Linked DNA regions of Hordeum vulgare: region 2 is linked to region 1. A link is a contact called in public Hi-C data. All regions are on one chromosome and are shown on one strand. The core of a region is the stretch at or near the end of the contact, and the rest is flanking DNA. Distances in the headings are between cores, read along the strand shown.

Region 1 (4,031 bases), core at 671-3,170:
ATGCTGAATAAAAAGGCACAACCCTTGATCCATCTTAATTAGAACATAATTTATCATTATCAATTCACTTTCTAAGAAAATATTTTAATCACCACGGCATACTTTTTTACCGAACTTTACATATTACAATTCCTATCCTTGATGACGAAGAACAAGTCTTATTTTTGTGTTTAGTTTAAAAACATAGAAAATAACCTCCTTGTCAGCATAATTTTCTTTGCCTGTCAAAAAATATTAGATTGAAATAATGTTTACCAACAACAAAAAAATACTGTAGTATACATCAAAATATAGCGTTGCATACTCCTAATCAAGCAGTACAACATCATTGATCTCACCTCTTAAAATGGTGTAACCTCCACTTCGCTCAATGCAAATCCTTGACACCACAAAGGCTTGATTTGCTGATAGTCACAAGATTCCTCTTACCAGCAGTGTTGCAGTCTGCCATCTGCATGCAAAAATTGAAAAGAGATAAAATTTTGTTTGCATCCTAAGAGAACAGGGCTATCTGCTAAGGCTCTCTCCATTCCCCATGGCCGAAGGTCTCCCTGTCCCCGCAATGTGCGTTCGCCAACAGAGCATCAATGCTCCCCCTTCCCTATTGTCGTAGTTCCACAGTTCCCTGTCGGTTCACAGTCACGGATTTCACGGCGATCCCGTTGGGGAGAGAGAGAGAGAGGGGTAGGGAGAGAAGGAGGGATGAATGAAGGGAGGAGTACCTCGACCGCACCAGTGCCCTTACTCAGCCGCCGCCACTCCGATCCAAATCACCATCGCCGATGGCTCTCAGCACGGAGTTCTCAAGCATCACCCCCATCGGCGGTGCGTCGAGACCACAGTCGAGTCCCGCACAATAAGCTATGCCAGGCCTCCGTTTCTCGTGGTCAGTTCCTTCTCCGTAATATAGTAGGTCGTAGTTGCGGTCGCCTCCCTTCTTGTCGCTCTCCAATCTGTTCGAGAAAAGGCCCTGGAGTTTGGCCGGAGGAGACACGTCGCACTTGAGGAGCAGATCGGCCGACATGGGCCATCCCCGCAGCGGCCATGAGCACGCTCCAGGCCGCCTGACGCGGCTGTCTTCCTCGGTTCCGCCGCCGCCGCTCCGCAAACGTGTGTTGCTTGTTGTATTCGTGAGAGACAGGGCAATCAAGGTGAGACGGGAGACAAAATAAAAAATCCTCTGTGGGGTGGAGTATGGTCAGTCAAGGCCACTCTCGCTTGACTCCAGTCTCGATGTCTAGAACTGCATACTTGTTCAGAGCAAGTACAATAAGGTACGGTCAGCAGGCTGTAAGGATTAAAATACTATATTTTTGCTGAGTTGGATGAGAATGAAAGGTGGGTCATATATGATAAAAGTAGTACTCTTTTGTAGCTAACTATTGTACAAGCTAGCTATAAGGTGGGCTATAAGATGGCTTATAGCCAGCAGTTGGCTATACTATTAACCATGCTCTCATTCCAGTTGAAGCCATGCAACAACTCCTACTGGGTACGGGGTAGTGGTCGTCCGTCCCTACCCAGTACCCACTCGCTTGACTCCCTATAAACTGCAGATCCGTAGGATGTGATCTGTGGCGGAAGTCAGTGCTCGGGCTTGCTTCTCGTGGAAACGATTGGACCCGTGGCCGCGGGGCGTCCGTCGACGGCACCGACGCCCAACTGCATGCAACGCACCGGCTACGAGCAGTAACTGCACGTACCAGACGCGGATCTCGGGCAAAATCCGAGGCCCCAGCCGGTCAACCCCCAACTGGCTCGCTGCTCCGTGGGGCATGTGGTGGGGATGGAGAACTGGAGAAAAAAGATGGACACGAGCGCGGCGGTCCACCGGCGCCGCAATCCACGCACGGGACGGGTTCTCCGTCTTCTCCCGCTGCTGGGTGGGGGACGCGGGGACCGGAGACTCAGGCGAGAGGAGGTCGACGCACGGTCAGAGACGCGGAGCGGCTGCTACCGCGGTCGGTTGGGCCCTGCCTCCGCCCTCGTCCTCTACGTCTGGTCGCCACCGTCGCGGGTTCTGCACGTTGTCGCTTCTCTGGCGCCAGAACGGGGATGATGATATGGTGGTGAGGTTTGGCTTGGTTGGAGGGAAGACCGTTTTGTCTGCTTTATTAATTTCCTTTCTTCTGTATTTTGGGAGATTCCTTCTTGCTTGTTTGCAACGGGGACTTCCATTTTACTGCCAGCGGGGAAGGAAGAAGATAATTTGGGGAAGACGTTTTGGGGGCCGAATACATGTATGTTCTGTTCTTACCCTTCATCTCGTTTAAGGACGTGTACCATGATGTTATCTTCGAAGACAAAAGAACAAAAAATAAGTGTAGCACAATACATAGGGAAACATAAGTAAAACAGTAATACCACAAATAAAAAAAAAATACTTGTATCATGAGACCAAGATTCAGTAAGAACTGAAAACAACTAGCCTTAGAAATTATGAATACATTTTGCCAAAACAATAATATTCCTCTACGCCAACATCAAGGCAGCGCTAGCCTGATCATTCTTCCTTGAGATAAATACACTATGAGTGCCTTAACTTGTCCGACGCGGTCACTTTGGTTCCTAAAGTTGCAAAATACGCAAAATCGGTGCCGTAACTTGTCCCTTCGTTCTAATACAGTGCCTCCTCGCGTATTCAGCCGTATGTAGCGCACAAGTGGCATGTCAGATTGTCGTGGCCCACATGTCAGTGGCTGGTGGCGCGTCGTGGTGATGGAATGCTGATTCTTTTACGGGAAACCCCCTGCAGTTTAGTTTAAAGTCGCAAAAAAGCCCTTGTTCTCCATGTATATGGTCAGTTCCCTCAATTCCCAAATCAAAAAAGGAAATCCCTAATTCTATACACGCGACCACGGCGGCATCGTCGATTCGTCCTTGGCCGACGTGGATCTAGACGAGGAGGACAGAAGGCCGGCGTCATTTCTCCCCCCCTCCTCCTTGCCGGTAGAGATGGTTGTATGCAACCACAACAAGCCTGAGCTCTTTCATGTCACCAAAAATCATGCCAACTTTAAAAGCCGGTGCTTTCAGGTCAGTAGATGGATTGAATGTGCTAAATTTGTGCCTAAACTTGTCTCCTTCTTCTTTCGACAGGTTCAAATGGTTGTCATCTAAGGCATCTTCAGGAAGTTCACCTTCAAAGTCCTACACAATCTCCTTCTCTCTATAATCATCAACATCTTTGTCTACATTGTTATCAAACAGATCATCATCACCTTCTGCTACTTCATAATCACTCTCATAAAAGTCCTCATCTGTTTCAATTTCTTCATTGGCATCATCTCCATGTTCTTCACTACTGTCATTTGCATCTTGAGCACCACTATCATCAGTCTCACAATTGCCATCTTCTTCCTCAAATTCCTGATTTGTAACATGTGAGCTACTGCCTTCACCAAATGACATAAATCTTTTTTGCTTTCTTGTAGTTACATCTCATATGTCTTGGAATTTCTGGTTTGTCAAAGCTGGGTACATTTTCTTTACCCTTTGCCGACTTAACTGGAGTAATAACCCTTGGGAGCTCATGCATCCCCACTCCCAACACATTATCGGTGCTTACTGACTCTAGGGTGTCAGCATGATCTACCAGTAGGAGCAAGTTTTTGTGATCCACTGTTGCAGCAATCATAAGGACAATGTTTGCATCAGACGCAATCAACTGTAGGCCATCACACATAGAATTCCTAGGTTTGCTCCAGTACACATCAATCTTGGAGATTGCTCTATTATATCCCAATTGGAGAAGGAAATCGTCAATCCACAGAATTGACCAACTATCAGTGTCACAACCATCAAACCAATCGATTTCATGATCCATGTAGGTCATGTTGCTATCACTTCCATAGAAAAACCCTTTGTGATGGATCTCAACTCAGAACATTCCATCAAATTGTACTACACAAATAAGAGAACTATCACTGCCACATATCCAAGATCATCCCCTTTCAAATAAAAAGTCCCCTCCTTGATAACCCCCCAAAAAACCCTAGCCCTATTACGCCTGAAAAGGGAGGAACAACAGA
Region 2 (4,031 bases), core at 1,136-3,635, 850 kb after region 1:
ACTCCACATAAACCATGGGCTGTCCAAACATGGAGTTATCGGGATTTCTTGCAAACCGATGTACGACGCCCATGCTCTTTCACCAGTAACCTGCTGCAGAACCCAACGGTTTCCTCCCTCAACCACGAAAGCCTTCATGGTCATTTGTTTTCCATTCATCGTTGAACCAAACACCGTTCGGATGCACCTTCTAACTGCCGCATACCCTACATTAACCATGTCTCTCACTACAACTGTAGTCATCTTGCACCTAGCCACATCCACACCAGAAGGACCCTCATGTACGATGTGCCCATAAAACACTAACAAATTTTCCATAGTACCTAACGAGCAGCCATATTTACATCGTTAGTCCTTTAAAAATTATATTATTATATTCATATTGTAATAACATCCATTACTTATCTTTTTTTACATATAACAATTTAATAAATATTCACAGACGACTGTACATCTATGCATAATAATTTATATTGTATCATTTATTGCGACACTACATCTACAAAATAAATACAAGATAAATTACAATATGTCATTCATACCTCTGGTTTAATAAGCATATCCTTCCGAATACAAAATATCACCCGTATAATATCAGGGAATTCGACCTATTATCATATTAAAAAAATATTACACACATAATTTTTTTCCTACTACCAAAAGTTTTAAAATACATAGTGCATGCATATACATATCATGAGTCATATATCTACAGGGTTGACAAATTATCACATAAACAAAAATATTACACACGTGTCTTGCATGTAAAATATAATAATACTAATGGAGTTAATATATTATTACATGTTTAACAAAAATGCTAGTTACACAGACATTTTTTCGGCTAATTTTTAAATAACAGTTGCATGCAAACACGAACAAATCACCGGTAATATATGAACAAAGTCGACCTATGATCACATGAACACAAATATGAACGGAGTCTCATACCTTGATCTTCAACTTAGTAGTTCATATCGCATGACAAAATCGTTCCACAAAAGTGATAATACACTTCCTAAAACAAAAGAAAACACATACTTAGAAACTACTCAAACAAAATAAAAACATCATGCATGCAAACACGTACAACAGAAATGGACAACTCTTACCTTGATCTATCTTTTCATCAATTACGACGTCTTCAAAATATAATTTTAAACCGTCCTAAATCGCCACTTAAATCGTCATATGGAGTAGGTCTTGAGAGAAAGAGAAGAGAGTGAGAAAGAGAAGCAGTGTGGGCTCAAGCAAGGAAGAGAAACGAGTGACAGAGGAAGCAACGGCGCGACAAGAGAGTGAGAGTGGAGACAGCGACGCAGCTCCTTTATACACATAATTTTGGCACTGTTTCGTCGGTGGAGAGCAGGAAATTTTTTCATTGTTTCGTCGATGGAGACAGCGTGGGAATCAGCGCCGTCAGGTGGGAATCAGTGCCGTCATCCACACCGCCGGCCGCCAGCTGCCGAGGCGGCAAGGCCCGCATGGCCGCCTCCTTTCGTGGCGGCATGTCCCACCACTCTCTCACCGTTCCGTCGCAGCTACGCTGAAACGGAAATGCGCGCCGGCCGCCTCGCGCCGTGGCGGCAGGCCCCAGCCACCTCGCCTGGTGGCGGAAGGCGACACTCATCGCGTGGCGCGCTTGCCGTCATGGTGGGTGGGGGTCTTTTCTGCCGCTTTCGTGTACAGGTGGTTCTTTCCGACAAATAGACTCGGTTAGGGTGTTTTTTAACAAAAATTCACTGTGTACTAGTAGTACTGCATCTCCTGCAAACCTTTGTACCGCAAGTCTGCCTGAATCCATTGATTTGTCGCAACGGAGCTCATATATATATCGGTTTCTCCCGGCAAGTCTGCAGTTTGAAATAAGCATCAGTTGCACTGTCACTGCGGGTGCACTGATGTCTGGTAAAACCGTCTCAGTCCAGAAATTATACTCTGTGCGGCTGGAAAGCCCGTAGACGGTAGACGTGACCTGATCACGTGACGAAGTGATCGTGGAGAGAGTGCAACCAAGCTTATAGAGCAAGAGAGAAGAAAGACAAACCCACAAAGCGATCCAATTAAGGAAGATAAGGACTAAAGATATGCGTGAGAGGGAGGAGAGGCAAAGGCAGGTGACGGCAGGAAGTCGACTTGGAACGCGGTCTTGGCCGACGATAGCTGCCACTTGCCGTGTCATGTGGAGATGCTTTGGTTAGAAACTCGTCCACATCTTGGGAGGCTAACCAAGGACCGGCATGCAGATAGCACAGGCGCAACAGAAAACGACCACGGATCGTCGACGACGGGTGACGGGCGGTCTCGCAAGTCTGCGGGAGCTGTGAACTCGGAAGACAAGTGGGCCAACAAATGGCGACGGCACGCCACCTTTTTCCGCTTTCCTTTACCCGTGCAGTGCTAGTGGCACGCAGCAGTCAACACGGCCGATGCCTACGTCCGGCCCCACAGCTGGGAGGACAAACTAGTCGCTAGCATGATACAATCACGGACTACGTTAGAGCAACTCTAACCGGACCATCCATCCGTGTATGTCCATTTCGATCGAACGCGAACGTAAAATGCGACCCAGAGCGGCGTTTCAAACGCCCGTTCATTTTCTATCCGTCCATGATACATTTTAGATTTAAATTCAAATTACATTTACGACTTTCAGACCTGAAACAGACACGCGTCCCGTCCGCATGCTCCTACCTCTCGCCTGTTCGTCGACGGCACGGTCTTGCCTTTTCTATCCCCTTCCTCCTTTCAGAGACTGCAAATGCATAAACCCTAAGTGAACGTTTATTTTTTTCCGTCCACCTCGCTCTTCAGCCTCCTCCCTCCTCCACCCAGCAGCAGATCCACTAGCGGGGTGCCTCCTTCTTTTTGGTACGGATGATCGAGTGGTAGATCTGCAACGGTGGTTGTGAGATTTGCCGCATCCTACCGGCGGGATTTGGGGAATCCAGTCGCCGGTGAGCTGCGCTTGCCATGATTTGCCCGGGTTCCGGTCCACCCAGCGTGGGCAATGCCTTGGTGTCACATGCAATTGTTCAATCCGCCTCTAGCCGCTCGGACCTGTATTATCGTCGGTCCGCCGGCAAAGCCACGACCGGTCACCGCCCTGGCTCGGCATTGGCCTAAAGGCTTGCCGGTTCACCATTGTCATTCATAAAATGCGACGACGCCCGCTGTATTAAAATGCCTTTGATGAAATAAAAATAACGTGCAAATCCAACCCAAAAAATGTGTGATTAAAAATGGCTGTCGAACGGCCGCGAGGACGAGATTTGGGTTTGCCCATTGGACGAACTATGGATCCATTTGCAAAAAGAGATGAATACGCCAACTCATACGGATAAAAGGAGAACAAAGTGTGCGTCCTTTTGTGTCGTACGGTTGGAGTTGCTCTTACACATACAAGTAGGGTTAGATGTTTGGAAGGATATGCACATATGTATTAAAGCATCTATAGTCGGGCGTCCCAAACCGGTCACAAAATTCAGGCGGCCCATCCAGTCACGAAGATCTTGACCCAGCCGGATGCCTCAAACAGGCCTCAAATGTTCGGGCTGATCAACATCCGTCATATCCAGTACAAATATGAAAAGAATATGAGGGCGGCCGCGGCGTGTCCGTCACGTCGGCTTGGCCTAGCCTGCCCACCTTAATCCCACAAATATCTCCATCCTGCAAACCCTAGGCATCGGTCAATACATACTCCACTCCACTCCCGTCTCCGTCCACTCCGACCAGCTCCACTTCCGATCCCTTCCCCTCTGATCCGATAGCCGGCGAAGGACACAACAATGGCTCCAACGAAGAGTACGATGCCTCAAACATCGGTGTGGAAGAGCTCGCCCTCCGCGTCGCCATTAGGAGGTTGCTGCTCGAGCAAGGCGGCCCCCACGGATCTTCCTCAGTGCCCGACGCCTGTAGATGCAGCACCACACAACGTCGCCGACCCTTGCCATCGTACGTGCAACTATGGCAGGCCCACTCCCTTCCTTCAGCTACGTTGCACACCTCCACCACCTTCTGGTTGGGAA

The links. Hi-C and Micro-C count contacts between places; a contact is called where the count stands out from the background.
Region 2: a Hi-C map of seedling shows a contact between it and region 1, with 2.6 times the contacts expected there. The contact joins two enhancer-like sites. A contact is called at or near these places in 2 of 6 Hi-C or Micro-C datasets (leaf and seedling).

Annotation. Positions count from the first base shown.
Region 1 is chr3H:157,812,306-157,816,336 of MorexV3_pseudomolecules_assembly, forward strand. No RefSeq gene overlaps it. Among protein-coding and RNA genes, the nearest start is that of LOC123441590, 170 kb to the left of the region's middle. Within about 2 kb of position 1,921, at least 3 of the 3 cell types and tissues checked have open chromatin away from gene starts, as enhancers often do. A contact at or near this core is called in leaf and seedling, where this site is marked.
Region 2 is chr3H:158,662,221-158,666,251 of MorexV3_pseudomolecules_assembly, forward strand. No RefSeq gene overlaps it. Among protein-coding and RNA genes, the nearest start is that of LOC123443352, 410 kb to the left of the region's middle. Within about 2 kb of position 2,386, at least 3 of the 3 cell types and tissues checked have open chromatin away from gene starts, as enhancers often do. A contact at or near this core is called in leaf and seedling, where this site is marked.